Linked DNA regions of Mus musculus: region 1 is linked to region 2. The links are chromatin contacts, called in public HiChIP or PLAC-seq maps. All regions are on one chromosome and are shown on one strand. Each heading gives the region's core, a stretch centred on a gene start, on an enhancer-like site or on the middle of the called end of the contact. The rest is flanking DNA. Distances are from core to core; before and after follow the strand shown. Region 1 overlaps Ap3s2 (adaptor-related protein complex 3, sigma 2 subunit). Region 2 holds the start of Mesp2 (mesoderm posterior 2).

The links. HiChIP or PLAC-seq counts read pairs in DNA pulled down with a chosen protein or histone mark.
Region 1: an H3K27ac HiChIP or PLAC-seq map of embryonic stem cells shows a contact between it and region 2, with 6 read pairs. The contact joins the enhancer-like site here to the promoter of Mesp2 in region 2. A contact is called at or near these places in 7 of 39 promoter capture datasets (the C10 cell line, embryonic stem cells, frontonasal cranial neural crest and 4 more), 1 of 15 datasets of contacts at CTCF or cohesin (the NIH/3T3 cell line), 7 of 484 Hi-C or Micro-C datasets (the C2C12 cell line, the Patski cell line, bone marrow-derived macrophages and 3 more), 2 of 115 datasets of contacts at active chromatin or transcription factors (both in embryonic stem cells) and 3 of 9 other capture datasets (adipose tissue, embryonic stem cells and pancreatic islet).

The regions. Positions count from the first base shown.
Region 1 is chr7:79,889,180-79,892,412 of GRCm38.p6, forward strand. The region is part of intron 4 of Ap3s2 (adaptor-related protein complex 3, sigma 2 subunit); the gene reads right to left. Among named protein-coding and RNA genes, the nearest start is that of Ap3s2, 30 kb to the right of the region's middle. Within about 2 kb of position 1,807, at least 20 of the 459 cell types and tissues checked have an H3K27ac peak or open chromatin away from gene starts, as enhancers often do. A contact at or near this core is called in adipose tissue, embryonic stem cells and pancreatic islet, where this site is marked.
Region 2 is chr7:79,809,221-79,812,190 of GRCm38.p6, forward strand. Mesp2 (mesoderm posterior 2) reads left to right here and starts at 1,507. Exons shown (of 2, transcript NM_008589.2): 1 at 1,507-2,539. The coding sequence starts at 1,709.

The DNA.
Region 1 (3,233 bases), core at 557-3,056, 80 kb after region 2:
TGTCCAGTGCCAAATGATCAGTAGTGAGAACACGAGAGAACACGAGTCACGCTGCACAGACTGAGCAGTTATATTTGGGTATATGTACATACAGATACGTACATGCACACAATAACATATGTACATACAGATACGTACATGCACACAATAACAACTATTGAAAGAAGAGGCCAGGAATTTGAAGTAGAGTGGGGGAAGGGTAAATGGAAGGGTTTAAAGAGAAGAAAGGGAAGGGAGAAATTATAATTGCAAAAATAAAAAGCAAGCAAGAAAAGATGAGACTAGAGGAAAGCAAAAAGCGTGCACTCTGAGCACAAATCATCACTAAACTGGGCCTTCTCTCGGCCCAGTGAGCATTTACCACTATGATATTGTCAAATATCCTCACAAGTGCTTATTGGGGTTTAAGTAAGAAGTGTCACTTGGTTTCTAAGCTCTTGGCCAATCCAATGGCCCTCTGACCCGGAAATACTCACAAGAGGGGAAGAGTTTACCTGAACATAAGGTTTAAGACAGCCCCAAGGTTCCAAGAGAGCAATCTGATATGAGAATGTAGGTGAGAGATGCATCTGAAATCTTAAGAGTTTGTACAGCAGCAGGGAGCAGCTGGGGTTTCCTGAGTTTGATGGACATAAATCTATGGCCACACTTTAATGAGTGAAAACTGGTATTTATAGTTCTACACAACTTAAATTTTTTTCTCTTGAAACCTCTATCTCACAATTGCCAAAAGTAAGAGTGATTTTCAGCTAACTTGCCAGGCGCTCTACAAATCCTCTGCCCTGTTTTGCTATGCCGCTGCTCTGCTCTCATTCTAACTCCCACTCAAATATCTGTATATCCTCAGTTTTTCTTTATCTTTTTTTGTTTTTTGTGTTTTTTTGTTTTGTTTTGTTTTTGAGACAGGGTTTCTCTGCATAGCCCTGGCTGTCCTGGAACTCACTCTGTAGACCAACATATGCTCAGCATGCTGAAGGACCTGGGTCTGATCCTCAGCACAAAAGGAACAGGGCTGTCCACCTGCTGCCATCTCCCAGTAGAAAGAAAGCACTTTCCCAAATGAGAGCTAGGGTCTGTAATGCTGTCGACTGCTGAGATTTGCCAATTCCCACACTTTGCAGCCTTCAACTCATCTTGCATGGTGACCTTGCTAAATAGTTCTGTGAAAATCAAAACCATTCTTCCAGGTTTGGGGTTCTGACTGCCTAGGACTGGGCCACCTAAGTCAAGGACATTGAGGACCTGTGCTGATGGGAGTCAGCGTCTCCCTGGTGATCTGGCTGAGCGTCTACTGAGACACTAAGCCAGGGCACTGCGGTACTGTTCTCTGCAGGTCTCTTGTCTAACGTGACCGTTTGAGGTTGCACGTTAGGTCTCCTGCGGGTGCCCAGAGCAGTGCTTACAAAGCATTAGCTCACAGCTGCTGGGGAAAGCAGAGTCCAGTACTAGGCTGAGGTGACACAGCTTGTTGATCTGGCATGGCCTCCAAACTTGGCCCTCTGAAACTCCACGTCAGATAAAACAGATTAAAATGAGCCTGGTAGCGTCTCAACAAGATTGACAAGAGTACACCAGGAAGGACACAGATGCCACTTCAAAGTTACAGAAACTGGGCTGTGGAGTTTTTGAGGGTGGAGACAAGTCAGTTTCAATAGCCTTTCCCAAGGACACAAAGCCCAGACCTCCAAGGGTCCCTCCCATCCCTGGGATGAATCAAAGAACATTCTGCCTCTACCTTTGTCAGCAATCACTACCACTGGGAGCAAACTGTCTAAGAAGAGGAAGGGCGGGGTAAAGCCCTGAAGTCAGGCTTCTCCTCTAGTGGAGCAGTCTTCAAACCTGAACTTGGCCATGCTCCAAAGCTGAAGCAGTCAACCTCGCACACCTTCGCCAATAAATACAGAACGTGAAGCTTGAGGAGTCAGCGTCAATCCCAAATGTAGTGCCTCAGAACACCTCCAGAGCTGACTCCACAACACAGGGCAGCTCTCGGGGGATGGGGGGGGTGCTGGACCCCACCCTGGAGGCTTTGGGGCAGGGAGGGTAGGCAACATCTCTTGGACACTATCAGCCCATTAGCCATACCACAGCCTTAGCTTGCTGACAGCCACAGAAACCTCTAGACTAGAGTAATTTCAATTCCTCATCGGATTAAAATCTTACAAGACAGAGGCACACACTCCTGCCTGGCCATTGAGGAGATAGAATCAATAAAATACTAACCAAATATAAAAGAACACGGTCACTCTGACAATCAGGGCACCAAGTTCACAACACTCATGCTTTAACAAGGAATTCCTAATCATCTACAAACCAAGCTTACAAAGTAACTGGGGGGTGGGGGGCTGGAGAGATAGTTCAGCTGTTAAGAGCACCGATTGCACTTCCAGAGGTCCTGAGTTCAATTCCTAGCAATCACATGGTGGCTCACAACCATCTGTAATGAGATCTGATGCCCTTTTCTGGTGTGTGTCATATAAAAAAAAAAAAAAAACATCAAAAAAAAAAGTAACTACAAAAAAAGCCAAGGATAGATAGCATTTTCTATCCCCTCGGGTTAGATTGCTTGAGTAAATTCTATGAAAAGTCTTCAGAGAGTAAGTAGGAAAGAGATTCTTGGGGGAGAGGGTGGGTCATTTTTTGTCTGCTAGATGGTATGTGCTCTGAAAGAACCAGAATGGACTCAGCACAGACTAGGGAAGAGAAATGACCTTGGCTTAGGGTCAGATTCTAGTTCTCATATATTCCACGTAAAAAAAGAAACGGAGAGTGCAAAGGCAGAACTATGCCCTAGAGACCTGGGAGTGGGCCTTTTTCTCTCTTGACTACTCTCATTCTGGAACCTAGTATTTTGCAGCATCTCAAGACACGCGGAGCACTGCTGTTCTTGGGCCTGTGAACTGCCTTGTGATTCTGTGCCAAAAGTAAGTGTGATAATCAGACCTGACCTCTGTTGGTGGCTTGTACCCTCCTCTCCCTAAATGGTGTGACTGTTGTGGGGTTAGAGGCAGAATATTCTTTGACTTGATTGAGATATGAACCAGGGCTGGAGGTCCTGGCACCCAGTGTTCTTGGGAAGGGCTTGTCTCCACCCTCAGCATAGGGATTACTGCAATGCACAGCGTGGAGGGCATAAGGAGGAAGGCATACTTGGTTCCACCTGGGAACTAGGGAGATAGATAGAGCAGTGCAGGAGAGAGTTGATTCTTAAGTCACCATCATGTTACTTTAAT
Region 2 (2,970 bases), core at 257-2,756:
AATGCTCTCATGCATGTACGTACACCACATGTGCCTGTTGGATCCACTAGAATTGAGGTTACTGATGGTTGTGAGCCAACATGTGGATGCTGGGACTTGAACCCAGGTCCTTTGCAAGAGCAACAAGTGCTCTTAACCACTGAGCCATCTCTCCAGTCCTCTAAAGTATTCTTGTCACACTCACCTTGACTGATATTTTAGATTACTTTACCCTTCTGCTCAAAAGTCAAAGAGGCTCCCCGTGGCCTTGAGAGTAAAACCAACTCAGCCTGGTTCCAGACGTGCCTGGCCCTCCCACCTCCAGGCCTTTCCCTTCTGGAAATGTTCTCTGTGTCCCCTCTCCCTAATGAAACAATGCTCTTGGTTCAAGACCCAGCTGGACCTGCTCAGCCTCGGTGGCTAAGGCCTGACTGCGCCAAAAGCTCATTTAACCCTTAGCTTTCTGTCCTGGAGATGATGCAGGGTATGGGTGCCTTGTTTCAGTTGCAGTTGATGCTCAGGAGAGCCTGTCCTTGGCTTTTATTACCTCAGCTGTTTCTCACAGAAGTTCTGGGAGCAGATGCCATACTTAGCTGTTTTGCTAATCAGGACAAGCTCAGGCAGGTTAAGGGCCCTGCATATAATAAGCAAATGTGTGCCCATAAACACTTTGAAATGTTAGTGCCTGGGTTTGATTTGTTTTAGTTTTTTGAGACAGGGTTTCATGTAGCCCAGGCTGGCCTCAAACTTTCTATGGACTTGAACTCCTCATCCTCTGGCCTCTACCTCCCAAGGGCTTGGACTATAGCCATGAGTGGTCACCGGTGGCAGTACTGGGTTTATTTGTTTGATTGATTTTCTTTTCTGGAACAAGTTCTTGATGGGTACAGGTTGACCTCACCTCCCTCCAATTCTCCTGCCTCAGTCTCCCAAGTGCTAAATTACGGGTATATGGACCACACCTGTATCAGTCCCTTCTTTATAAAGTGTAGGCACAATGAAAGCCCATAGCAAGCAATTTCAGGATTAATCCAGGGAGGGCTGGAAGTCATTCTGTGCAGCAATTCCTACTGAGATGAGCTCAAAGAAATTAGGTGGCTTCAAGGTGACACAAAGCTTCAAGTTGGCTTTGGCATCCACCTCCTTCCATTTCCACTTCCCAGCCTGGAACCCTCCAGGCTGCTGGGTTCCATTTTTAGTGGGTACAGATACTGTGGTCAGTGAGAGTTTCTAAGTGTATACAGCAAATTGGCTAATGGGGGAACCTGAGGAAGCCCCACTGTGCTGGTCGGAACCAGCACAGGCATAGCCCATTAAAGGCTAATGATGAAGGGTGGCCACTCTGTAAGTGAACCAGAGGCACGGGATAGACATCCAGGTACCCAGCAGCCATCTACCGTGGTGGTGGGTTCGGGTGTATTCACCCTGCAGTAGCAGGGCGGAGTGAAGGTGGGGGCTCGGTGAGAAGCTTAGCAACTCCATCCAGATGCGAATTGTCTCTCCCACACTTCCCGGCAGCAGGGGCCTCCATTAGAGCCTTCGAGGGGTCAGAATCCACACCTCTGCAAATGGGCCCGCTTTCCCAGGGCCCCCCTGCCCAGACCTTCCCTGGGCTCTGTGGGTTTTGACACCTCTCTGCAACCTGGCAGGGGACCACCTCACACCTTTAGTCCAGATAAAAGCTAGGACCTGGAGGTGACCGGTCCAGCTTCCCAGAGTCACACCAGCCATGGCCCAGTCGCCTCCTCCTCAGAGCCTCCAGGGTCTCGACCACTGGGTCTTCTCCCAGGGCTGGGGCTGGGCTCAGCAATCGGACTCCACGTCTCCGGCCTCGTCCTCAGATTCGTCCGGTTCCTGCCCTTGCTACGCCACCCGTCGGCCCTCGCAGCCCGCCGGCCCGGCCCGTAGCACGCGCACTACCCAGGCGACGGCGCCCCGACGAACGCGCCCAGCGCCCGCAGGCGGACAGCGGCAGAGCGCCAGCGAGCGCGAGAAGCTGCGCATGCGCACACTCGCCCGCGCGCTGCAAGAACTGCGCCGCTTCCTGCCGCCGTCGGTGGCACCTGCAGGCCAGAGCCTGACCAAGATCGAGACGCTGCGCCTGGCCATCCGCTACATCGGCCACCTGTCAGCCCTGCTGGGCCTCAGCGAGGACAGTCTGCGGCGCAGGCGCCGACGGAGTGCGGACGCGGCGTTCTCTCACCGATGCCCTCAATGCCCCGACGGTGGCAGCCCCTCACAGGCTCAGATGCTTGGTCCTAGCCTGGGATCAGCCATGAGTAGTGGGGTGTCCTGGGGGTGCCCGCCTGCTTGTCCTGGACCTCTGATCTCACCTGAAAACCTTGGGAACAGGATCTCCAACGTGGATCCCTGGGTGACACCTCCTTATTGTCCCCAAATACAGTCACCCTTACACCAGTCCCTAGAAAGAGCCGCTGACTCCTCTCCCTGGGCACCACCTCAAGCATGTCCTGGCATGCAGATGTCCCCAGAGCCTAGGAACAAGACTGGACACTGGACACAATCCACTGAACCTGCAGAGCTGACTAAAGTGTATCAGGTAGGTCCTAGGACCCCTGCCATTTTCATGGCTTCATTTGGAACTAAAGTGGACGGTCTCTCGTTTGTACAGGGTCTCCTACTCATCAGGTCCCAGGTTATCCAATGAAGGGATAGATGGAAATAGCCTTATTTACACCTGTAGGAGAAGAGATGAGGCCCCGGGAAGTTATAGCCACTGCCATAATTGCCACCTTTGCTGTGCAACAGTCACCACAGCTTGGTGAAGAGAGGATGGCCCTCGGATTTACACAGAGGCCAGGGTGGAAGGCGAGGGCCTTCACTAGCTGGAAATTCTAAGTTCAGTACATGAGTGAGGCCCAGGGGTATTGGCAGCACCTCCTAAATAGATCCTTCTGGAAGTGGTGACCTGAGTGTTTTCTTTGAGATGCGTTCATCCATAAATGACTTGTGGCCCATAAAAGATTATAG